Regions from separate parts of the Sus scrofa genome. Here regions 1, 2, 3 and 4 are each linked to region 5. A link is a contact called in public HiChIP or PLAC-seq and promoter capture Hi-C data. All regions are on one chromosome and are shown on one strand. Each heading gives the region's core, a stretch centred on a gene start, on an enhancer-like site or on the middle of the called end of the contact. The rest is flanking DNA. Distances are from core to core; before and after follow the strand shown.

Region 1 (4,594 bases), core at 1,808-4,307, 180 kb before region 5:
AAGATCTATTCCACTGACTGAATGGATGTTTGTATTATTTTTTATGTTATTTTCCCAGGAACATACCTCTTTTAACCAGAGACAAACACATACGAATAGTATAAACCGTTAGAATATATTTTTAAATTGTGAACAATTTGTAGCTTATAAACCTCTGGTCAAAAAAAAAAAAAAAAAAAAAAAGGAAGAAAGAAGGAAGGAAGGAAGGAGGGGAGGGTCATATTCAAAGAAGAGAAGATACTGCTGTTCACTTAGCTTCTAGCATAAATTCTCATTGGAAGATTCTAAGCTTCAGTTGTTTAGTGTAGGATGGATACCCATACTCTGAAAATCAGAAATTGTAGGAAGAAATTAAAACCCGAAGATGAGAATCTGAATCTCAATATGCCACCTGCTCTGCATGTGCCCTTAGGCAAGTCATGTAACAACTCTGAATCTGCCTATTTTAATCTATAAAATAAAATTAGTAATCTTTTTAAAAACTCTTCTACCTACCTCATCAGGAAAGCAAAGGATTAAGTGAGATCCCTCCAGCATCAGATTAGTTTTTAGCAAGCATTTCAAGGCTGTGACTCGTTGGGGTCATAACTCAAAGAACTAAAGATTTTAAAGCAATCCATTTTTACATTAATTCTTAGTTCCACTTTTTGTCAGAAAATCTAAAATCATATGGCATTTCACTTCTCCTGTTAATGTCTTCGCAAATGTTTGCTCCTTGTAATGTCAGTGGCAAATGTCAGAAGCGACTGTAGAAGCTAAAGTGGGGCTGGGCCTTCCTTTTAAACATAATTCTCTGGTAGTAGATTCCTTCAATGGGTAATTTCATTATATACTTGAGATGGAATCATGGAAATTCCTTACAATCCATCTGGCATCAAGAAGAGATGTAGATTAATTTGGTAAATACACACAGAAAACATTGGAAAACTTACCCAATTCCTTTGCGGACATTATTTTAAAAAGCGGTTTCATCTGAGCAGGAGTTACGTCCTCACATGAACCCCTAAAGTTACTCAAGGGAAAAACTTCCAGTTCACCACATAATTGTACAGCTTGTATCCACCCTCTGCAATCCTTCCCTCTCAGGCTCCTAGCCAGCTCTTTATAGTCAGAAACAATCCCCTCCTACCCAGAAACACTGAAAGAAGCTGGTATCCTTCCTGCAAACTTTTACAAGGTGTAAACAATGAGGGATGGATGGACAGCAATGGGCACGGGAAGTTACCTTGCTAGAAAGAGTGGTTCTTTGGAGGGACTAGTACATGGAGACCAAGGATCTGAAGGGCCTAGGCTAGTGTGGACAGAAAGATCCTAACAGAACATCATCATCCACTAAAGAAAGAGCTGCTTGCCTTGAATGGGAACCATGTTAGAGCAGCTTAAAGAGAGGCATGGCTAAGCAAGCCTATAGATGGGCAGAGGCAGAAAAGGAGGCTGGTGCTCTCTGTGAGCATCACATCCACGTGGACCATCCTTTAGGAAATGAGGCACAGCCACAATGTGCTCAAAGACCTAAAGAGGATCACATATCAGGAGCTCTACAGGGAAACGTGGCTCACAAATGTATTGTCACTCTGTTGACTGACAGAATATTACTAAAACCATGTTGACAGCTAAGAAAAAGAATGAAAAAATGCCACATTTGCAGGGGTGGGGGGCGGGGAGGTGGCTGGACTGTTTATCTTCTTACTGTCTCTCCTATACATATGCAGCAGGGATAAAGTACATGTCCCTTTTAGCCTAAATACAGGGACAAAGGCTCTCTCTCCTTGGTTAATCCTCCTGTGGACAATAGTATCCTTACAGCCTAATAGAAATAACGTGGTTCGAGTGCTTCAGAATTAGTAAAGCACTTGTATATACATTATTTTCCACATTTTCTTCAATCCCAACTTTGTGAGCTAGACTAGGCAAACAGTATTATTGTGTCACAGAGGAGGAAACTGAGCCCATGAACTTTGATGGAATTCAGACCAGGCTTTGGTCACCAAAACCCATAGACGCACCAGTCTTTGGCAATGACCTGTCCTGGACTGCAAGGAATGCTGGGCTACTTCAACCTGCCTGAAGGCAGTTGTTCAGACACCACCAACACCAGCTAATGACTAAGGAAGTTTTTCCCTTACTAGGCTGATCTTTCCCTGAGCAAATCCACCCTTTTTCCCAAACTCTGAGGGCCAGGAGTTCGCTCAGTCTGCAAGGCAGTGGTCATTTATGTCTAGAAACATCCCTTATTTGTTCACGAAAGCCCTGCAAATATTTTGGCAAATAAGTTCAAAAATCCGGAAGTGCTAATTATTAGGCAGAGACAAACCCACAGTAATAACATAAACAACAAAGTGCCTTTTCAGCGCTGCTATTCAATGTGCCTTCCTGTTGCCAGTGCCATGAAAAACATGCTGGGAATGGCCTGGAGGGGATGGAAGAGGAAACGACAGCTTCCAAGACCTCGTCCTGTGGGTAAGTTGCTGCCTTCCCATTTGCTGCAGCAGAATCAGAGAGGAAGGGCGGGTGGTGTATGTGCACAGACAGAAAAATGGCTCAAAGAATGGAGTTCCTTGAGAATACTGGGAAGGTGGGGCACTCACAATTCTTTAAGGGATGAACTTTTGTGTTTTTAGGTTGGGAAAAAAATGAGTGGGGAGATAAAAGATTTTATTCAATTGGTTGCACATACATGAGCACTAGTCCTCTGTCAAGACAGATGCCTGTCTCAGCCCTCCACAGCAGGCTGTGTATGTTGAGCCTTGCGCAAAAGGGGTGTGTGTGGTGGGATGAACCTGGGGCCTGACGTCCTTCCAGTATTCTGCCCACCCAGCTGTGTGCCCCCTTCAGCCAGGAAGAAGCATCTTATTGTAAGCAGGTGCCTGTTTTCATTTGCACAAAGGCACTCCCTGTACTAGCAGCAGCCTGACCTGGGTAAAGGGCTGCAACATGTCAGCTTCTGGCCCTGAAAGCCTGTATCATTTTACATGTTAGGAAACATACACTCGCTGGATGTCCTGGACTTGATACTAGCCATGTGGAGCCTTATTCAAATCAGGTTAAGTGCTTTTTTGCTTTACTGTCTCCAGATGGAGCAGTAATAACGGCCCTTCCTGTGCCGGTCTCCTTAGGGCCATTGTAAAGCCACTGCCAAAAATCTAATCCTATTTCTTTCTTCAACGTGTCCAGCTTTCACAGAGCTTTTTCAAATATTAACATCACGTTCCTCCTCCTCATTTAAGTTCCAAGTAGATCCAAGAAGAAAGATTTTGAGTTCGATGATGTGCCAAGGACTACAGGCCCACTTTAAATAGGACAATGTCCATTTCCCAAGCAAATCACACCCTTTCATGGGTCTAAATTCCAACCATGGTCACATACCTTCAAGTCTTTTCACTAGAGTCTTAGGGTGCAACTCTCTTAAGTAACTCCACTGCTGGCATCTCTGGGGCAGCAAATCAAACCCTGAACTGGCTGGATTCCTCCAACAGGCTGCTGGGATACAGATTCCTGGCCAACTACAGGAGAGCTGTCAGTTCGATACTTTTATCCCAGAGTCGGTTTGGCCAAGGCGACACTGGAACAATTGGTCTCATTGCCTTCTGAGAAGACAATTAATTAGTGTGGTAGGAACAAGGAACTGAGAGAGCCTCTGCCCTTCTGAGGGATGTGGCACTGGTCTCTTGTCAGAGCCAACGTCTGCATCATAAGATGCTCTAGGAAGGGCTTCTAGTTCCCTTTAAGGCAGTCTAGAGGGGCACCAGGCACAGAAGACCTTCTGAGGGGTTTTTTTGGGGAAAAAGAAAGATGAAAGAACTCCAATAACACCGAAAATCCAACTTAGGACTAGAGATAAATATTCGGCAGCAAAACTCAATACGTTAGAGAATATACCATTTTAGACATGATAAAGGGAAAAAAGGACAAATGTCTCATTGAGAAGTGCCTCAGAGCGTGGCATGAGGAATGTGTGGTGACCAGAATCCAGCCCCATTGAGGAAAATCTGAGTTCGGTGACAACATCCTCGGCAAGCTTTATTAGGCACTCGTACTAAGTGCATTGCTCAACACGCTATGAATGAGAATTCATGAGTCACAGGACAGCACCCCCCTGACTCGAGTCGACAGCAAAGGACATCACTTATTTAACTGTGGAAGAGGATGACGGATGCCTCCCAGGGGCTTTCTAGAAAGGAACATAATATCTCATTGCAGGGATGGCTGAATTAAGAAATGATTCTCAAAACAAGCATCTTAAAACCATTTTAAAAATGTAATTATTTAGAAATAATGACTAGTCCTTTACAAGAAGCTGTAGATGCTTCATAGTATACTGCAATTTCTAAGCTACAGGCAAAGCCTCCTCACTGGGGTGGGGAGTTCAATGAGTAGCCATGTGGTGTTGAAAATTCGAAACTTGGTTTAACCATGACTCCCCTTCTTCACTTATCTTCTGGTTCTTTCTGTTTCTTCCCCAAAACTGAATTAAAATCGTTACCTCTATTGGCTTCTCCACCTGTCTTCTGCCCTTTAGCACCAGTCTGTTATAACTCACAGCACTGGCCAAGATGATCAAGTTCAAGGGGCCCTTTTCAGTTTTTCCCTTGTC
Region 2 (4,656 bases), core at 493-2,992, 170 kb after region 5:
GTTTTCCTACATGGCACTCCTATATAGCAAGGAAAGTACGTGAACTAGACAGATCTTTACATGTCAGCATGGATGAACCTAGCCAAGAAAACACTAAGTAAAGCAAGTAGCAAAAGAACACATAGTAGAATGTTACATGCTGTTTAGGAATACTTACAAATGTAGCATAAATATAAAGACATACATTGCAGTGATGAATACTAAGTTCTGAAGAATGGTTACCCAGGGTCAGCTGGGGAGTGGTTGTGATGGGGAAAGTGGTTACCCTGGGTTCTTCAACAGGAAAGGTAATGTTTCATTTCACAAGCTGGTTGGAGGATAGAGGAGTGTTCGCTATATTATAATTTGAGCCTGTTGCTTGTAAAAGTCATTCCTGACCACATCTAGGAAATTTTAGTGTAGTGTAGCATGTGTGTGCCCTGGTAGTGGGGTGGGAGTATCCAGAACTGCAGTAGGTAGAGGAGGAATGCTGTAAACATAACTGACCTGAGGACTACCATTGTTCTAGGAAGTGTATCCAAGTCTTAAGGCCAACATTAAAAATAAAGAGAGGTATATTTAAAATGTTAAGAGTTTATTTAAGCAAAACAGATTCATTTCAGGGCAGCACCAAACTGGAAGTGGTTAGGAGTGCTCCACCCACAGGACCTGCATAGAACTTTTTATTTAAAAAGGGCAGAAGTAAAGCAAGGAAATTTTACTGATTTGCTATAGCTTAAAGCCTACTTTTGGTTTGTGACTGGCTGTCTTTAGCATTCAATTTTGTAACCCTGAGGCATTTACAAGCTTAGATTTTCCTTGGCTTACATAGGCTGCAACAGCATTACAGCCATCTCAATCTAAAGGCCTCCTTGTTAAATTAAACACCAGCTGTCTGAGTTCTTCCACTTCCTGTGCCTCATTTTCTCTTTTGTACAGTGGACATTCAACAGTAAGTTCTCTGTGAAGTTGTTAGAAAAATTGAATGATATCACACTGAAACAGTGGGAGACAGAAAGTAGTAGTTAGGCATCATCATCAGGTCAAAAACACCATCAAGTGATTATTACTAGTCACGATAATGTCTTGAATGTATGGAACACTCTACCATTTGGCAACAATTGTGTGAGGTAAGGAGAAATACAGCAGTTTAAAGTGCTTTGCAGAAATTAACACAGACGTGAACGACTTAATGGACTCCAGATGACTTTCGCTCGTCGTTCATGTATCCCTTATGAAGTGTACTCTCTCCTGGGGGGGTGCAAGCACAGACATTCATTAGGGGTTTAGATTACTTTTTTTTTCCTTTTAAGACTGCACCTGCGGCATTTCGAAATTCCCAGACTAGGGATGGAATTAGAGCTGCAGATGCCGCCTACACCACAGCCACAGCAAGTCTCCAGATCCAGCTGCCTCTGCGATCTACGCCACAGCTCACTGCAAAGGCGGAATCCTTAACCCAGTGGGCGAGGCCAGGGACCCAACCTACATCCTCATGGATACTAAGTCGTGTTCTTAACCCGCTGAACCACGACGGGAATCCTAGACAACTCTTTAAATTCGTGGCTATATCCATACCCCACTTTTATTCGAACCAGTCAGTAAACGCTTTTCGTAAAACCCAAATCCCCCCAAATCCTACTTTTTGCACCGCCCTCACGTCGAAGCTGACGACTCAAAGCTCCCGCCTTCCACCTCAGGCCCCATCCCCACGGGAGGCCGGGTCTGCGTGCTGACGTACGGCGAGCGCGCTGACGTCTTCGAGGACCGCCCTCGCGGGCACCCGCCCGCTGGCTTGAACCGCGCCTCGGCTGAGTGCTTAGGGGAGGGTGCTAACGGCCAGTGTTGCCGGGCGGGAAGAGGCGCGGGAGCGCAGCAGAGAAGGGTCGGCCTAGCTGGGTCCCGGGGCCCTGCGTCTTCTGGCTGCTGCTGCGCATGCTGAGGGGCAGCAGCCGCCGGGCGGTGGCACCCAAGGGCCGGGTGGCGACCCCGGTCCACGGCAGGCGGCGTGTCCGCCGCTGGCGACCTTTCAGGCCGCGCTCGGGCCATGATCGACTCGGTGAAGCTTCGTCGCGACAGCGCCGCCGACTTTTTCTCGCACTACGAGTACCTATGCGCTTTGCAGGACTCGGTGCCGGTTCCCGCCGTGCGCGCCTCTCTGCGGGAGGGCGTACTGGACTTCAACGCAGACCGCCTCCGCTTGGCGGATTGGGCGCCGCTTCTGAGCACCCTCAAGAATAATAAAGATCTGCCTCTGGTCTGTATCAAGAGCTTCTTCCAGCCATGGCTTGGCGAGACAGGTTTGTAGTTCCCGCTTCCAGGGGCCCTGGTTGTTGTCCGCGCGGTGCCCAGTGCCCAGGTGTGTTTACAGTAGTCGAGGCGTGGGGCCTAAGTCTCCAACCACCTGGATGACCCTGGCCGAGTGCCATATGACTTCTAGATCTCAGTGTTCTCATCTATAACATGGGGTTAACAGGACCCACTCTATAAATGCTTGTAGAACACTTAGCACAATTTAGAGCTCCGTTAATTGTTCTGCATGTTACCTGATTTATTGATGACTTGGCCTGGTATGGGCATCGTTAAGCATTGGCCAGATTCTACCTGGCCTATTACATGACTTTGCCTGGTACAGAACAAATCAGTTAGGAAATTGATATATCCTGGCATCGTATCCTTTTGATTAAGATGGGACTCAGAAAAAAAAAATTATTTTAATCGTATCATATAGTGGGAACACAGGTGTGAGGGCAGCCTAGGGTTTGAATTACAGGGCTTACACTCTATGTGGCCTGGGCAGGTTGCTTTTGAAGTACAATCCCCACACTTGTAAAATGGCTTTAAGAACCACTCTTTCCATGGGTTCTTAGAATTAAGCAGGTCATGTATGTAAAGTATTGTGGCACTTGAATGAGTTCATTCCGAACTAAGCACTTCTGGAGGCAAGGCTTCTGCCCTAGGGGGTCTGCTCTTCTCCTGGGCAGCAAGTAAACACAAGCACAGTACTTCTCTGGAAGAAGTGGGCTTTTGTGCTACAGAGAAGGGGAAGTTCAGGATAGGCCTCTTGAAGTGTCCTCCATTCTAAGGATGTGTTGATGCTCCTGGGATGGCAGGAGGCAGCAGTTTGTCAGAGTTTAAGAAATATAAGAAAATATGACAAAACAAAGTTACAGGATTGGAACTCAGGGGTTGAGAAAGAAGTGAGAGTTGATACTGGAAACCTCTTGGGACCGAACAGAAAAGGGTCTTGTTTGTCCTGTCAAAAGGTTGGATATTTATCCTGAAAGCTATGGAAAACACTAAAGAACAATGAGATGGACTTGTTGGTTCAGAAGCTCACTCTGACCCTCATGTGGAAGGCAGTTGATTGGGTGCTGAGTGAATTGTAATCTAAGAGTCTAGATTGAGGTATAATAAGTTTGGACTGGATTTCATAGATCAAAGAGACAGAAGCAATGGGGCCTGATGACCAGTTAGAAAGAGGGCAGCAAGCTTGGAGGACAGTAAACAGCAGCAGCATCGTGTAAGATGCAGAACACTGTAGGGAGGGATTGGAGTTGGGAAGAGGATCTTACTTCATCTTCTATGCTTTAGAGGGGCCTGATAGACAGGTCTGGGCCCAAGGTGCGGATTTGGGCCTTGGGGAAGACAGGTATATGAAGGCATGGGAGAGATTTAGGTTACACACAGAGAAGATCCAAAACAAACATAGGTCTGAAAGATATTTTTTAAGTGGACACACTTGATTGTATTTATAAGCTGAAAGTAGCCAGAAGAGGAAGGATGTGAAGATCTAGGAGAGGAAATGATTATTTGTTTACCCTATCTATCTATCTATCTGTCTATCTATCAGTCAATCAATTTACCATGCCTGCGGCATGTGGAAGTTTCTGGGCTAGGGATCAAGTCTGTGCGAGGGATTGAACCAGTGCCGAAGCAGTGACCTGGTCCCCTGCAGTGACAAAACCAGATACCTTACCTACTGCACCACAATGGAATTCCCTTGTTGATTTATTTTTTAAAACCTGAATACTTATCATGTGCCTGGCCCTTTTCTAGGATCTGGGGTTCACACCATCTGTTGTTTCTTTGCAAGGACAGTTCAGCTCATCTCTAGTGAAGAGAAGTCAGGTTATTCTCTGCATCTCATTCAGGTGTAGGAACTGTTCTGTACCTCTGATGGTCCTTTACTTAACCAGAGTAATAGCTTAGAAATCAGAAGAAATTACAGCTGGAAGGGACCTTAAAGTCAAGGCTGCTATAGTGTACTTAATTTTGCCTAATATTTTACACTGAATATAAGAGAAATTTATTGCAGAGCCCATTATCTTCACAGTTCCTTCACTGGACCTTCTTCATCTCTTGCAGCCAGTGGGTCTAACTTATAGACTTCAGCCTCTTAGCTTTGTTTCTTCGTCCTTGTTACATATTACTATTGCAGAAGCTCCTAGCTGGTTTTGCTGTCCCTGGCTCAGTTCCTCTTAAGTTCTTCTTCCTACTCAGCTTGAGTAATCTTCTAAAATAAAAAGATATGCCTAAAATAATGCTTAAAATGACTTGCCTGCACAAGATTAGTTCATGTTAGTTGCACAGCTTATGTTCTGTGCCGGGATGTGAAATCTGAAATGTGCTCCACCAGATCTCATGGGACTTTTTGGCCCTGAGGAAGGGGTGCTT
Region 3 (4,999 bases), core at 736-3,235, 150 kb before region 5:
CCAAGATGGAATCTAGTAGAAGGAAGATCAGGCTTAGAGGAGAGTGAGAGGATATTCCAGGTCATGAGCCTGCTCCCACAAAGGCACTGAAGGGAGGGAACAGTAAGCAAACATGCCTTGCTGGAAGGAAGAACACACTGGAAAGTACAACTGAATGTGGTTTTGTATTCCTCCATTGGGGGTCTAATCTTGGGGATGTTACAATATTCAAACACCCCACTTAGCTCAAGTTGGTTGAAGAACAGAAAAGGAATGGCAGCAACAGTGGTGAGCAGACGTTTGCCCTCACAATGAAATGTCTTTATCTGTTTTCACATGCAAAAGTGTAATAGCTGATGCCTACTCATGACTAGGTACAAATATGAAATAAACCTTATTATATCTATTATCCTTTTTGAGGCTTGACTTTGCCCCCAAGGGAAGTAAATGCTTATGTATTCTCTAACAGGGCTAATGGCAGAGATGCCTGTTTACTGCTCATTTATTTGCAGTGCTCTCAGGAGTTGAAAATTTCCCCCCAAGTGAAAGCATATGTAGAAATCAAATCACTAGGTTGCTTTTCTCTTACGACAAACAATGCATCTAGGAGTTTGTGGGCAGGTTTTTTCATTTCAGTGGCATTTCCTGAGAAGAATGAAGGAAGGGGTAGGAAGGAAGGGCCAAGAGGAGGAAGGTGGGGAAGAAGAAAAGATGTCTGAAGGAAGACAACGGAAGGCAGCCACAAGCTCTGCTTCTGGGCCCAGGAGGCAAGAGGATGCAAACCATCCAAAGGCAGCTCTGTCCCTGGGCACCTAACAAATTAAGGACAGAAAGCATCTCTTGCATTTGTGTTCAGATTTCATCATGGAGTAGTTCAGACAATTCGTCTAAAGCCTTCCATCATTTCCTCTTCTTAAGCACTCTTCCACAGGGTATTAGACTCAGACGTGCCTTAGGTAAATGTATAAATAAGGTAAAATGCCTCTGTCTTTAGAGTCTCACTTATCTTCTCTGGAACTTTCTACCTATTTCTAGCCTAGCCATGAACTCTTGGGACAGTGACCCAGATTCCAACATGCTCTTCCTCCCACCTCCTCCTACTGCCCGCTTGACCTCAATCTATTCCATCTTAACCCACTAGTTTGGGAATCTGCAAATAAAAGACATTGCTAGGAGCCTCAAAAGAAAGTAGCAGATCAGTTCAAGGCTGGAGGCAGCCTTTGAGGCGGGAGGCTTTCCCCCTGGGCCTCAGAGCCCCCTGGACTTTGGAAAGTTCTGTTTCTAACTATATACGGGGTGGCTGGGCAAAGCAATCCATCTAAAGTTTAATGTCCAGTGTGATTTATTTGACTGACTGAGATTACTGACAACCAAATTCTCATGTTAGGCCAAGGAGGGAAATAAGAGATGATTTCATCACTGTTCAGATAACTAACACTCCTCGAATTAAAAAAAAAAAAAAAAATGGTTACTCTACATCTAGAACTATTTCCACTTGTGTCAGAAATTAAATCCTCTACACAGCCTATATGAATCCCTTCAGTCAAAGGGCAAGAGGTTACATTAGCCCATATCTTTGCTGTCAGAATAGTCACCACAAATACAATTTAACTTTTCATGAGGCTCACAACAATCAGCTGTGCTAACTATCCCCAAAGACGGTAGGAGCCACAGTCAGGCTGACAAGCTGTGAGTCTGAGAGCCTGAGTGTTCACCTCAGACGGGTTCATCTGCTCTTCTGCTGATTACTTTATGGATTTGCTTCCTGCAAATGATATCTCCATGGAGCTGTTGGGAATGGGGAAACACCGTGGAAGATGTCCACTTTCATTGATCAGAGGCAATGTTCATGCCCATTAAGAGCCTCAGAGGCTGCACTCATAAAGTGGTCACCCTTTTCCTGGTAATTAGAAGGAGAATACAGAAGCCACAAGCCGAAGGCACCACTTTACACTTCAATCATGCAGAGGACAGGAACCTCTCAAAGCGAGAGTGACTCAACATCAGGGAAGCCAAATAAACTAAGAACTTTAACCCCAACCTTCCCACCTCTGTCCATCGCACATGGAGACTGACTGACTTAACTCACCACTGTTATTTTCAGGGGGAGAGGGGAGGAGGATTTGGCTGAAAAGGGGGAAAAGATGAAGAGAGAAATCTATACACAGTGAAGTGAGTAATAGGGAGCAGAGTTCCCCTAAATCCAGGTACCCACATTCCACCCATACCTGCAATACCACCAGGGTTATTTCATCTTTTTTTTTTTTTTTTTTTTTTGTCAGCTGCATATGGACGTTCCCAGGCTAGGGGTCAAATTGAAGCTGTAGCCACAGGTCTACACCACAACACAGCAACACCAGATCCGAGCCGCATCTTCGACCTTCACCACAGCTCACAGCAACGCCAGATCATTAACCCACACAGCGAGGCCAGGGATCAAACCCACATCTTCATGGATACAAGTCGGGCTTGTTACCTCTGAGCCACAACGTGAACTTCCTATTTCATATTTTTAAAAGCCACTTTATATCATACCTAAAACTAAAAAACAAGTATACCTTCTATATACTCCTTCCTATAAACACATAGTATATAACTGCAGACTTTTAAAAACAGTCAAAGAGAACGGACAGGGGACACCAGAGAGCAGGGCCACGTGAGTATAGGCACAGGTGGCAGAGTCTGGTCTCCTCCCTGGTGAACCCAGAACGGGGGCAGCAGTGTGACCTACTGACTAAGGAAGAGGGCTCTTCAGAAAGGCCTGGGTTACATGTTAAGCACCAACCACAGGGTGAACTGGGTGAGTTTAGTCAAATTAGTTAGCCAACCTACCCTACAGAACAGCCACAAGCCTTTGTTTCATAGAGATTGTGAAGAGCAAATAAGATAATGTGCGAGCACTCAGTGCCCTTCTCAATGCAAGGTACCTCTTACAGTTGTTGTTGCTGCTGTTTTAACTCTAAAATGAGGCTAAGCAAACACAGCTCCTGGACAGGACTGCCCTAAACCCATTGTTTTCAGGGATCTGCTTACTAGGTGCCAGGCTAAGCTTTGGACATTAATTCTCACTTGATCCTTATCTCTTTCAAGCCTCCCAATAACCCTATAAGGTAAGTGTTATGAGTATCCCTACTCTACAAAAGAAAAAAGTGGGACTTGCCCCAGGTCATCCAGTAATAAATCAGTGAGCTGGCTTCCAGGCCAGTCTCTGTGAAAGCAATTAAAAAACGGCAGAGAGCTGCAGAAGTTGAGCTAGACAACCCTCAAGCAATACCCTCCACTTGACTTTCATTACCTCTTAACCACAAAATATAGCCTTAAAAGGCCAAATTTCTACACACAGAGTAACTAAGGAAAAATCAATTAAAATAGATCTTCACATCTATTACACTATAAATTAAGTGCCATAAATCCTTTCAACTTAATTTATTTTCAATATACTAGCCAAAAAAAAAAAAAAAACCAACAAAACCCTACTTGGAAGCGTATGACCAAACCATTTTCAATACTGACATTCCCAAGAATGATGAGAAAGTCCCATGAATGAATGGGTAGCGGTAATGACCCTGTAACACTTTTCTCTATCGAATAATGCTTCTGACGTTTGTCTTGACGTTTCTGACCAACTCTCTGCAAAGAACACTGTGATAGCTATTCAAAGAGTCTGTACTCTCATATAGTTGGTTTATATGCCCTACTCCATTTCGCAGAGACTGTCATTAAGAGGGTATTATTAGTAGAGACTTTTCATGAGACTTGTTTAAGCATCATGAATACCAAATGCAGTGGTCTCAGAGCTCCTTCAACATCAGACAGGACCATGAGAGCAGGTAAAAGCCCATCTGTTCTTTTCAAGGGACCTTGAAATGTATTCAAGTTTAACGGGAGCCGAATGGATAGCTGACACGTTAATATATTTTTAAGCACGAACTCTGTACATTTGTGGAGAGACTGCTGTACTATTTTTTTCAAGGCAGGGGATTCTACCAAATGGGAAGAAACAGGTGGGTAATAAATGTTTATCCTCCCCAAATGAAGCTTATTATCTGAGGAGCAGTGTGATACAACGAAAGTATTGTTTAATTAAAAATTTTCACATGAATCCATCATGATCCCATTTTCTACTTAATCCAACAGGCATGACATACTTTCACTGAGGTAAGGGCAGGAGAAAATGGGCTTAAACTGCCCTGCAAACAGCACAGTCCCCTCTGCCGTGCCCTTTTCTTTGCCACTGTAATTTTTTTTTTTTTTTTTTTTTGCTTTTGCCTTTTTAGGGCTGCGCCCACTGCTTATGGAGGTTCCCAGGCTAGGGGTCTAATCAGAGCTGTAGCTGCTGGCCTACACCTCAGCCACAGCCATGCCAGATCTGAGGTGTATCAGCGACCTACACCACAGCTCACAGCAAAGCCAGATCCTTAACCTACTGAGTGAGGCCAGGGATCAAACCTGCAACCTCATGGTTCCTAGTGAGATTCGTTTCTGCTACACCACGACAGGAACTCCACCATTGTAATTCTTATTTACTGCCTTGTGGTTCAAGTTCTATTAGCTCCAGCAAATACCTCCCCGCGATTTCCTTGATGTCCAACGCATTTTCAGTCCATTCCACAGACTAAAGCATAATTTTTAACTTTCTCCCACACACCAGTTGCTTCCCCGTTTGATGTAGTCACCACACTTTTGAATGTCCCTCTTTCCTGAGAGCCTCAGTGCTGCATGCAAACAGAAGCAGGGAATCTCACTCTTCCCTGAGCCCTAGCACCTAGCACAGTTTTTAGCACATGTCACTATGATCAATAAATATTTGTTGAATGAAAGACTGCTTTTGTTTAGTCTCTATCTTGACGCCAGTACCCAGGAGTAGGAGATGGATAAAGTTCTCGCTCTCTGGTAGGAATCAGGAAAAGCAGTGAAGGGGGGAAAAAAAAACTTTTTCTTTTTCTTTTTTTGTCTTCAGGGCTGTACCTGCCACATATGGAGGTTTCCAGGCTAGGGATCGAATTGAAACTATAGCCGC
Region 4 (5,046 bases), core at 1,474-3,973, 200 kb before region 5:
CTTGTTACCACTGAGCCACAACAGGAACTCCCTCCCATATACTTTAAATCATCTCTAGATTATTTACAATACCTAATGCAATGTAAATGCCTTGTAAATAGAAGCCGGGGTATAGCAAATTTAAGTTTTGATTTTTTGGAACTTTGTGGAATCCCCCCTCCCCACTGGAATACTGTCTCTCTTCATTGGTTGAATCTGCTGATACAGAGGGTTGACTATACTGAATCTCTCTTACTGAGTATTGCCGAGAACCAAAGTAGCAAAGAGGAAGACTGGGAACAACTGCTTGAAATCAAACCAGGCTTCAATTATAACTGACACATGCCAGCCCTGTGTCTGTAGGCTAGTCTCTCAACTTTCCTGAACCACAGCTACCTCATTTATGAAACAAGAGAAAGGATTCCTTCTAGGGCTGTCAGGAAACTTATAAGGGTTGTTAGTAAAAAATACCTAATTATATGAAATAATAATTATTATGAAATCTTCTGGTATGTGAAAAGTACCATTAATGAATATTAATTATTTCAACAAATACTTTTCGGGAGCTTCTATCATGACTAAAATCCATGAGGACATGGTTTGATCCCTCTTGCTCAGTGGGTTAAGGATCTGTCGTTGCTGTGAGCTGTAGTGTAGGTCGCAGACATGGCTCAGATTCTGTGTTGCTGTAGCTGTGGTGTAGGCTGGCAGCTATAGCTCCAATTCGATTCCTAGCCTGGGAATATCCATATGCCACAGGTGTGGCCCTAAAAAGACAAACAATTCAAAACAAAACTTTTCTGCCATGTGTCAAACAAGACACTAGATACTGATAAAATAAAATGTTCCAGATAGCAAAATACTAGATAAGAAAATTAAACTATCACATATTATTCTACTTTAAGACTTCACAAATTGATTTGTTATTACTATTAAATTTGCCTTCCTATGGTTAGAGTTTTACTTTTAATCTCTATCACGGCACTCACCAAGGTAATCAATGACTATAAGGCACAATTCCTTTCCCAAAAACATTTGCTGGAAACTCATTTCTTTTTTTGCTTTTGCTTCAGTATAAGCTATATTTGCTTATTCTAACACACAGCGGATGCCTTCTTCAATGTAGAAAATACTTCTTATTTATTATTTAAAATGTTCTTTTTCTTTTAAAAACTCCATCTCTTTCTTGGCTCTACCACTATAATTTTCACGCAAATATTCTTCTATTTAGTTCTTTTGCTTATTATTTTCCTTTTTCATGTCTGGAGGCCATGTCATAATTATCATATTAATGACACTGCAGGTCAGAGCTTGATGCATCACTGTATAACACACACCAAGCAGTTCCAGAGTCTGTTGACTGACGTAATTACATGGTTCCATTATGAAGAATCTTGCCCTCAGGTCTACACAATCTTGGGATGAACTAAAGTGTATACTCTTTGAAATGCTACTCATTATCTTCATGATCTTGATGGTAATATATTATGGGTGTATGTGTGTGTATACACGTATATACGTATACATATAAATATATATACGCATATAGGTACACATACATATTGTGAATGCCAAAAAAACCATTTCTTTTCTTTCTTTCTTTCTTTCTTTTTTGTCTTTTTAGGGCCACACCCGTGGCAAACGGAGGTTCACAGGCTAGGGGTTTAATTGAAGCTATAGCTGCCAGCCTATACCACAGTCACAGAAATGCCAGATACAAGCCGCATCTGCAACCTACACCACAGCTCACAGCAACACTGGATCCTTAACCCAATGAGTGAGCCCAGGGATCAAACCCACAACCTCATGGTTCCTAGTCGGATTTGTTTCCACTGTGCCACGAAGGGAACTCCAAAACCATTTGTTTTCAAAGAGTTTATTCGAGGTCACAGTAATAAGGAAATTAGAAAAGAAGATTCTTTTAAAGACATACATAATTATTAAGATTCAAAAGAATCAGGTACTAATATGGCTGCTTTCAAAGAATATTTGAGGACCATTAATTACTTGGGATTTAAATGGCTGTTTCTTTGAGAAGTGGGTTTTAGAGCCAAAGAGATAACTATAGAGAATGATTCTGAGCTGCAGAACTCTGAACCTTTAATAAGATAATAGTGTTAGGAATCCATGAGCAAAGGGTAAGGGTGGCAACATTACTGTATTTCCCAAACATGTCTGACCACGGTAGCATTTAGATCAGTTAATGCGACTCGTGTTCTCCTGAATCACACTTTGAAAAGCACTGACTAGAGACTGAGACTCCCAACTACCAAGTGGGGACTGATTTTACACAAGCAAAACAACTAACTCACTGATTGTCCCACACGCTGGCATAATAGGCTAATGCCTGCTTTATAGATTCAAATCATCCTCATTTTTGAGTTCACATTTTGCATGCGGTTCATTTCCTGATATTACGTCTTAGGAAAAACATAATCACTTTAGCCATTTTGTCTGGGCTCCTACAATCATATTAGACAGGGGAGTGTGCTGCTGCTGGTTTGGAATTTTATTTTGTTTGACAATAGGAAAAACAGATCAAGAAGGGTCCCTTGCTCAGCTTGGTCGACATTCAAATAAAGAAAAAAAGAAAGAAAGGAAGAAAGAAAGAAACCCTAAAACAACAAGCTCCTTAATGAAGCGAGGCCCAGATGTACTGAGGAATCTCAGGGTCTTTCTAGGACATTCAATGTGAAACCTGACCACTGCAGCTTTAGAAATTGTGTTCAAGAGAACTGAAAGTGAAAGGCTCACAGCTACAGAACTTTGCAGAAGAAAAGAAACTTCCTAGAACACTTGTTTATATACCTCTTTAGGCAAGAAACTGTTCCAGTGGTAAGAATGTAAAAAGAATCAACAGCAGTATGAAGAAGAGTAATGTAACATCTAGAATCTGAGCAGGAAGAAAGTATGGTAAATAAGAGAACCCATGGCATTTTGGGAGAGTAAACAGCAAACTACTTAATTTGTCACTGTGAGGAAGGACTCGAATTTTAAGGAACACTACAAATAATTATTTGGACACATGTTGAGCAACTGGTAATTTTTTTTCTTTTTTTGCTTTTTAGAGCCGCACCCAAGGCATATGGAAGTTCCCAGGCTAGGTGTTGAACTGGAGCTGTAGCCGCCGGCCTATGCCACAGCCACAGCCACAGAAACATGGGATCTGAGCTGCATCTGTGACGTACACCACAGTTCATGGCAACACCGGATCCTTAACCCAGTGAGTGAGGCTGGGGATCGAACATAAGTCCTCATGTATACTAGTCAGTTTCGTAACCCACTGAGCCACAATGGGAACTCCTAAAAACTGGTAATTTTCTAGTGAGGGTAGAATATAGTTTCTAGTCTATACATGACACTTGAGTATGAAAAGGGCTATTACTTTCACATAAACAAAAAAATAAGAATTTTTCTTGATACATTCATGATTTTAGTTATATTCTTAGCAATGTGTGTTTCTAATATCATATCCTTGACATTTTTCAGAAGACTATATTCTTTTTCAATATGGATATATTATATATTTAATTATTTCATAAATTTGTCTATAATATTCCTCAAAATTGCACTTACCACTTCAGGTTAACAAATTTCAAATTCTAACATTATCAACTGGGTCCTTCTCTATAAACTTTAATATTTTTAACTGAAAAATATTCTCTCTTTTAGGGGTTGAAATACTTGGTAAGCCCAAAATTATTCTGATAAATGGAAGGTATTCTTAACTCTATTATTTTTTCAAATGTAAATATGTAAATATTTCAGTTCAAATATTTTCAAAGGAACGATCTCATTTATCAGTTCATAATATTCTTTCACAGGTACTTTTAGGAGACAAAACTCAAGACTGGCAGATTATCACAGCTTGTGTGAACACAATTATGACTTACATGTGAGTCATAACTAATTCCAAGTTCATTTCCACTCCATAGGATTCTTAATTTAATAAATGTTTTGCCACGACACTATGTACCATCAAGCACTGCATTCAGAATGAACTATCAAAAGCTTCACCTTGATTCCATGAGTTAAAAGAAGGGTAAAAGCAAACAAGCAGTTGTTTGTGAAGATTTCTTTCTGCTAGGGAAATTAACAGATTAATAGCTATTGCTTCATTTTTTGTGCACCCTGCATAGATAACTTGGAATAAAAAAAAATGAACTAAATTAATTTGGAATGAAGTCACTTGATCTAAACAAAAAGTCATGCTTCACAGAGTAATATGAACATGCATTTTCTGCAGCTGTCCATGCTAAAACATCATGTTTGGGCACTATCTTCTGAATATAACAGCTAACTTTTTAAGGAGGCACTGATACTCTTACAGCAGATCTGTGTTTTTCATATTTTGTGTGGTTGATATCACTTCGGCTACAATGGTGAATGCTGAGTATCAACAAACACTTTTGTACAAATTATAAATTACCATCTTCTTGAGAAATGAAAATTCAGTATTAATTTTTTTGTTAAATATGCATTTTCTGGGCTTAAAAAAAAGCAAACTTATTTTAAAAAAGGGAGTTCCTTTGTGGTGCAGTGGGTTAAGGATCTGGCATTATTACTGCAGCAGCTCGGTCGGTTTTATGGCGCAAGTTTGATCCCTGGGCCAGGAACTTCCACATGCCTTGGGTGGAGCCAAAAATTAAAAAGCTTGTTGTGGCCAAAAGAACTTATTGCAAAATAAAACGATTATCAAACAATAAAGCAAACAGTAACAGATTTATACCCAGCAATAAATGATAAAAACCACAGAAGCAAAAGCTATCAGACCACCCTGGCAAGACTGCTCAGACTCTTTTTTTGGCCCCATCCACGACATGTGGAAGTTCCTGGGCCAAGAATCAAATCCAGGCTTACCCCAAAGCTGCAGCAATGCCAGATCTTTAACCCACTAAGCTAGGCAGGGGATCGAACCAGAGCCTCCACAGAGACAAGCTGGATCCTGACTACACCACACTGGGAACTCCCAAGACTACTCAGTCTTGATTTTTCACTTACATTTCACATATACCTAACATCTTTCCACTGACTCTGCTCACTAAAGATCTGGTGTGTTAGCAGACC
Region 5 (5,281 bases), core at 2,764-5,263:
CAGAATAATAACATTACATACCCTGTCTCTATAATGTATTCATTGTTTTACGGTCCCAATTTCTACAGTTTTAAATAAGTTTACTCATTCAACAAATACTTACTGAGCATTCTATATTAGAGATTGTGCTAGAAGCTGGGATGTAATAGTGAGCAATATGAAAATAGTCTCTACCTTTCTAAGCTTCCAGTGGAGAAAGGAAGAAAATCTCCAATCACATATGTAATTCAGCTAGAAGCACAAGAACATGTATTTCTTCATCTAAACTGGCCTAAACTCTGCCTCTTCAATGGGTAGAATCCAATCAATAAAAAAAGGTCTACTAAATCCTATTTGATGATTAAGATCTGAAGAGTACATTTCAAAAACATGTAAAATAAAAACAAGTTAGTGGGGAAAAAAATCTATCTTCAAGGATCTGAAAACAATTTTTTTTAACATGAATGTCATTGACCGGAAGCAGGAATTCAATGCCACTTGTTTTATATGAACTTAAAGACATATTAAATAGTGTGACTTATGTACTACCAATAGAAATATTTTAGTTAATATTCACAAATATTAATTAATGGAAACATGTACACTATGTCTAGGAAGTACATAAAAACTTCATGTTAAAATATTCTTTTGCATATCTATGTAGAATACAAACACATCTTTCTTTGAGGTGTCTAAGAACATAATAATATAAATTAATTCAGAGAATGAATAAAGAAAACAACAATTCGGAGTTCCTGTCGTGGCGCAGTGGTTAACGAATCCGACTAGGAACCATGAGGTTGCGGGTTCGGTCCCTGCCCTTGCTCAGTGGGTTAACGATCCGGCGTTGCCGTGAGCTGTGGTGTAGGCTGCAGACGCGGCTCGGATCCTGCGTGGCTGTGGCTGTGGTGTAGGCCGGTGGCTACAGCTCCGATTGGACCCCTAGCCCGGGAACCTCCATATGCCGCAGGAGCGGCCCAAGAAATAGCAACAACAACAAAAATTAAAAAAAAAAAAAAAAAAGAAAAGAAAACAACAATTCAAAATATGATATTTTATGGTAGTAGGTTTCTGGGTTCATTTTTTAAAAAGAATAAAAATCAAAATATAGAGCACTATAGAATTTGGAACACAGTGGCATAAATGCTGGATACATATCAAGACAGCCCAAGTTTTACTGCCATGCTTTCATCCAAGCAGGTAACCACTATTTTCTCTTTCTAATTTCTCCAATTATTAATATATAAAACTGACTAATTATGTGAACAAATGCAAGGGGCCCCTGCCAAATAAATCCATTAAAATGGCGTCATGCTTTGAACTAAAATTTTGAAGATAATTTTACACTGAATTTCATTTAAACAAAAGGGCGACTCCTCAATTTAAATGAAGTAGTTAAAAATATTGGTAAAGCTTTGGAGAGGTTTTATGAATGAAGGTTTGGTGCACTTATCAAAGCAGCACATCAGTAGTTCCTCAAAGGGAACCCCTTCCCAGGACCTTCCCCCGGTTCAAATCATTCATCACTTCTCTCCTAGACTCAAGGAAACGTGAAATCACATGCATACACACACACAAACCTACATTTAGTATATAACTCTGACAATGTAAATAGTGTAGGTTCTGCAGTAGTTATGTTACAAAAGCAACATACCTAGACATGAACACGTATATTATTTATTTCTTGTAAATAACAGAAAGCTGTATGCTTTTTAAATGCTACTAATAAATGTAGGTGCTAGATGGATGTCCTTTTTTTTTAACCACTTCTACTAGGCCATATTAGGGAGCTGAGGTGGGGCTGTATTAAATCCTACTCAAAAGATCTAATGGGGGGGAGTTCTTCACACTACTACTTCAAGAGTAAAACTATTTTAATTTTTTCCTCATAAAATTATCTCCAAGTTCAATACTTAAAGCACAATATGTCACTTAAATACACAGTATATATGTAAGTAAGCATCCATCTATGGGTATTTCCCCCAAAGCCCTCCTCCTATTCAAACCTAGGCTCTCAGACAAACCCCTGAGCTCTAACTCATAGCTGTTAGGAACCCACATTTCAGCAATGGGGTAGGCTTGAGACCTCAAACGCCCTATTCACAGCTGAACAGAAACAAATAAAGACAGTAAACAGGGCAAAAGAAAAACCATTCTAAAGTCACACATGCTTTTCCCCTTAATCATACACTTAACCAACTCTATACATTTCTCTTGCCCTGTCTTCTCATTCTTGAGAATACAGAAAACAATCAACTACACCTTTTCAGCCATTAGAAGTAGCTCAAAATGAGAATAAAACTAAAAATAAAAAGACCTTCCTTTTCCAATTGCAGTTTTTCCCCTTCCCTGGCTTCATTCCCTAAAGCCCACCCCTTTTATCCAGGGTTTGCCTTCTGTTCCTTAAAAACATGTGCACATTTATCTAATCTCATTTTCAAAATGAAGACATTAAACATGTCATGTGAATTAACCATTTGTAACTATTTGTCATCATTATATTTTGTTCCTTCTTGTAAATAATCCAGTACATAAGCAGTTCCTTCCCAAAGGCAATTGGTTCCTTGAACCAGGAGATGGAATGCTCAAGATAAGAAAGAAAATGCATGCTTCTCAAATCAGAATTGACAATATAATATTCTTTTCTCCCAGAAATGTCTGAGAAACATATTTATTATACACGCAAATATCCACAACACAAGTAGAGACATTTTTCAGGCCTGTTACTGCAAAGCTGTTTGTTCTTCCTACCACAATAGCTCAGAGTTATGTCGCCCTGATTTGTATGTGAACGTTGATTCTGAACATTCTCTCAGAGATAATAATCAATAAAATTCCTAGACGAGAAATGGTATTTTCTTGCTAACTTAGTGTTAGGACAAAATGATGGGTTATTTTTTAGAAATTAAAGAGAAATTTTTGCTGTTCACTTCCCGTTTTCCTTCTAGCCCAGATTCCAAAGATATTAAAATCCTGTCCGTTTTAAACAAAAGGTTTCTATTTGTTTCCATGGGAGTAATTGAGAGGCTGTACTGGCTTTCAGTAGTAACTACTGTGAATTCAGGCCTACATCTGGGTTGCCTCATTAAACAAAAGATACCCGTCGCTGTCAACAACCACATCGCACAATCTCCTATATCCCCTCATCTTTATCTGAAAAGAATGGTGGAGAAACATTCCTGTCACCATAAAGAAACTCTTCTGGGTCCCTCCTTTTGGTGGTCTGGTGCACTCGTGTGACACATCTGGGCTTGCCTCCCCGCCTCCCCCCGCCCCAATACATAAGCCCCTTTCTTCGAAGAGCCAACCACTGGGCTCCCTCAACATCACTCCTTGGAGAATCCAGCCGCGAGTGTGCCCACCGTTCCACCATTCCCTCTCGACCCCCAAAGCACTGACAATGGCTGCAAACAGGCTACCCCACTGCACGCCATCCCACAACGTGCCCTGGCTCCGCTCGTCACCCTGGGGCCACACACACACAGCTCCCCAACTCCACCACCCCACCGGGCGCCAGGGCCACGACACTGGAAGTTCAATCCTTCAGCCCACCACCCCACCACCGTGCCTCTCCCCGAAGCAATCTGCTAGGTAGCAGATGCACCGCAGATAAACGCGCATCGCGAGTGCACAGCCCTCAGGGATACCAAAAGGCACACGCCAAGGCCCTGGGCAGGGCAGCCCCTACCCTTCTGCGCGCGCGCGCGGGCGTGTGCGCGCCCGCGCGAGTGCGGGAAGTGTCCGGGGGCGCGCCCGGGGAGGGCCGGAGCGAGCCGCAGGCGCCCGGGGGCGGGGGCCGCGGTCCCGGGGCCTGAGGGTGGCGGGCAGGGGGCACAGAGGCCCGGCGGGAGGGCCCGCGGCGGCCAGCCCAGGCAGTACTCACCGAGCAGCAGCAACTTGAGCTCTCGGCGGGCGTCCCGCTTGTCCCTGCGGAGCTGCCGCTCAATCTCGTCGTTGATCCTCCGGGCTTCCTTGGCCTCCTCGCTCAGGCAGCACGCCATGATGGACTCCAGAGTCATTCTTCCAAAGTGCCTCCGCTGCAGCCCCGCCGGCACCCCCTGCTCAACAAGCGCGCACACACACCCTCCCGCCCTCGCTCCCCCGAGGCAGCGGTGGCCGCCGAGCCCCCGCCGCCCGGGCGCGCGTCCTGGACGAGCTCGGGGAACCGCCGCGGGGTCCGCGGCGAGGGCCGGGGCCACCAGGTGGGCCGGGGGTGCGGCGGGAGCGTGCGGCTCGGGCTGCCGGGAGGAGCGAGGCGGGCGCGGGAGGCGGCCGCGGGCGCTGGCTCGGGGGGCGCGCTAGGGAAGGCCGCCGCGCCCGGCCTCGCTCAGACGCCCGCGCCTCCTTCCCCGGGAATGGGCGGCCCGCCTCGCCCCCCGCGCCGCCGCCGCCGCCGCCGAGGCTCCCCTAAGCCGTGCGCCCGGCGGCGAGAGCACATCCACCGGGGCGTCCCCGCAGCGAGCGGCCGCCGACGGCTCCCCACGCCTGGCGCGCCTGCTCCTCACCGCTGCCTGACACGGCTCCCGGGTGCCCTCGGCCCTGCCCGCGCCCACCGCCCGGCTCGCGCGCAAACCCGGCTAGCCGGCCCGCCCGGCCGCCGCGCGCTCCTCCGCCTCCGCCTCCGCCCCCGCCAGACGCCCACCCCCGGCCTCGATTGCCAGGCGCGGAGCTGCTGCTCAGTGCTCGCCCTCCCCCTCGCCACACACACACATTTTCTTCTTCTCTGAACTAGAGCACAGATCCGGGAGGGAGGCGGCGGCGGCGGCGGCAAGAGGAGGAGGAGGGAGGGAGTGGGCGCGGGAGGAGGGGAGCGGGAGGCGGTGCCTCCCGGCCCCTCCTGGAAGGCTTTCCTGGGCTCGCAGCCGACACGGCGCGCCTCCCAGTGCGGCTCTCGCCTCGCTCGCGCCGCTCGGCGGCTGCACCGGGCCCCTCGGACTCTGCGGGCGCCTCCCGCTCCCGCGCCCGGGGTCTGGCCCGCGGGCTCAGCGATCAAGGCAGTCCCTGGCGGGGGGGCGGGGCCGGGTCGCCGAGGCGCAGCCCGGGCCGCCGCCAACCTGCAGCTGCCGGCCGACCGCCCGGGCGTGGTAAAACGGGAATATGGCGGCCTCCGCCCGCCTTCTGCCCACCGGCCCCGGAACGCGGCGGCGGCCCCACCGGGAAGGCGCGGGACTCAGCCCAGCGAGCCCCGTGCACCGGCCGGCGCTGTGAACACCCGGCCGCACTCTGAAGGTGCCCGCGGCGCTCGCGTCCCCCGCCCGCAGATCCGCTTTGCCGGGCGGCTCTTCGCCCAGTTCACTGTTCT

What was found. Promoter capture Hi-C pulls out the DNA fragments that hold promoters and counts their contacts. HiChIP or PLAC-seq counts read pairs in DNA pulled down with a chosen protein or histone mark.
Region 1: a contact with region 5 is called in an H3K27ac HiChIP or PLAC-seq map of skeletal muscle. The contact joins the enhancer-like site here to the promoter of GNAQ in region 5. A contact is called at or near these places in 1 of 5 promoter capture datasets (fetal liver), 6 of 47 Hi-C or Micro-C datasets (adipose tissue, brain, retroperitoneal adipose tissue and 2 more) and 2 of 2 datasets of contacts at active chromatin or transcription factors (alveolar macrophages and skeletal muscle).
Region 2: a promoter capture Hi-C map of fetal liver shows a contact between it and region 5, with 2.6 times the contacts expected there. The contact joins the promoter of CEP78 here to the promoter of GNAQ in region 5. A contact is called at or near these places in 1 of 5 promoter capture datasets (fetal liver), 2 of 47 Hi-C or Micro-C datasets (heart right ventricle and liver) and 1 of 2 datasets of contacts at active chromatin or transcription factors (alveolar macrophages).
Region 3: a contact with region 5 is called in a promoter capture Hi-C map of liver, with 4 times the contacts expected there. The contact joins the enhancer-like site here to the promoter of GNAQ in region 5. A contact is called at or near these places in 2 of 5 promoter capture datasets (fetal liver and liver), 5 of 47 Hi-C or Micro-C datasets (alveolar macrophages, embryonic fibroblasts, liver and 1 more) and 1 of 2 datasets of contacts at active chromatin or transcription factors (alveolar macrophages).
Region 4: a contact with region 5 is called in an H3K27ac HiChIP or PLAC-seq map of alveolar macrophages. The contact joins the enhancer-like site here to the promoter of GNAQ in region 5. A contact is called at or near these places in 1 of 5 promoter capture datasets (liver), 5 of 47 Hi-C or Micro-C datasets (brain, embryonic fibroblasts, fibroblasts and 2 more) and 2 of 2 datasets of contacts at active chromatin or transcription factors (alveolar macrophages and skeletal muscle).

The regions. Positions count from the first base shown.
Region 1 is chr1:230,723,299-230,727,892 of Sscrofa11.1, forward strand. The region is part of intron 2 of GNAQ (G protein subunit alpha q); the gene reads right to left. Among named protein-coding and RNA genes, the nearest start is that of GNA14, 180 kb to the left of the region's middle. Within about 2 kb of position 3,058, at least 20 of the 83 cell types and tissues checked have an H3K27ac peak or open chromatin away from gene starts, as enhancers often do. A contact at or near this core is called in adipose tissue, alveolar macrophages, retroperitoneal adipose tissue and 2 more, where this site is marked.
Region 2 is chr1:231,079,415-231,084,070 of Sscrofa11.1, forward strand. It overlaps CEP78 (centrosomal protein of 78 kDa), which reads left to right and starts at 1,743. Exons shown (of 15, transcript XM_005660172.3): 1 at 1,743-2,279. The coding sequence starts at 2,027. It overlaps LOC102161253 (a long non-coding RNA gene), which reads right to left and starts at 1,688. Exons shown (of 3, transcript XR_301335.3): 1 at 1,622-1,688.
Region 3 is chr1:230,750,511-230,755,509 of Sscrofa11.1, forward strand. All of the region lies in intron 2 of GNAQ (G protein subunit alpha q), which reads right to left. Among named protein-coding and RNA genes, the nearest start is that of GNAQ, 150 kb to the right of the region's middle. Within about 2 kb of position 1,986, at least 7 of the 83 cell types and tissues checked have an H3K27ac peak or open chromatin away from gene starts, as enhancers often do. A contact at or near this core is called in fetal liver and liver, where this site is marked.
Region 4 is chr1:230,701,433-230,706,478 of Sscrofa11.1, forward strand. All of the region lies in intron 2 of GNAQ (G protein subunit alpha q), which reads right to left. Among named protein-coding and RNA genes, the nearest start is that of GNA14, 160 kb to the left of the region's middle. Within about 2 kb of position 2,724, at least 17 of the 83 cell types and tissues checked have an H3K27ac peak or open chromatin away from gene starts, as enhancers often do. A contact at or near this core is called in alveolar macrophages, liver and skeletal muscle, where this site is marked.
Region 5 is chr1:230,902,975-230,908,255 of Sscrofa11.1, forward strand. GNAQ (G protein subunit alpha q) reads right to left here and starts at 4,014. Exons shown (of 7, transcript NM_001038623.1): 1 at 3,863-4,014. The coding sequence starts at 3,998.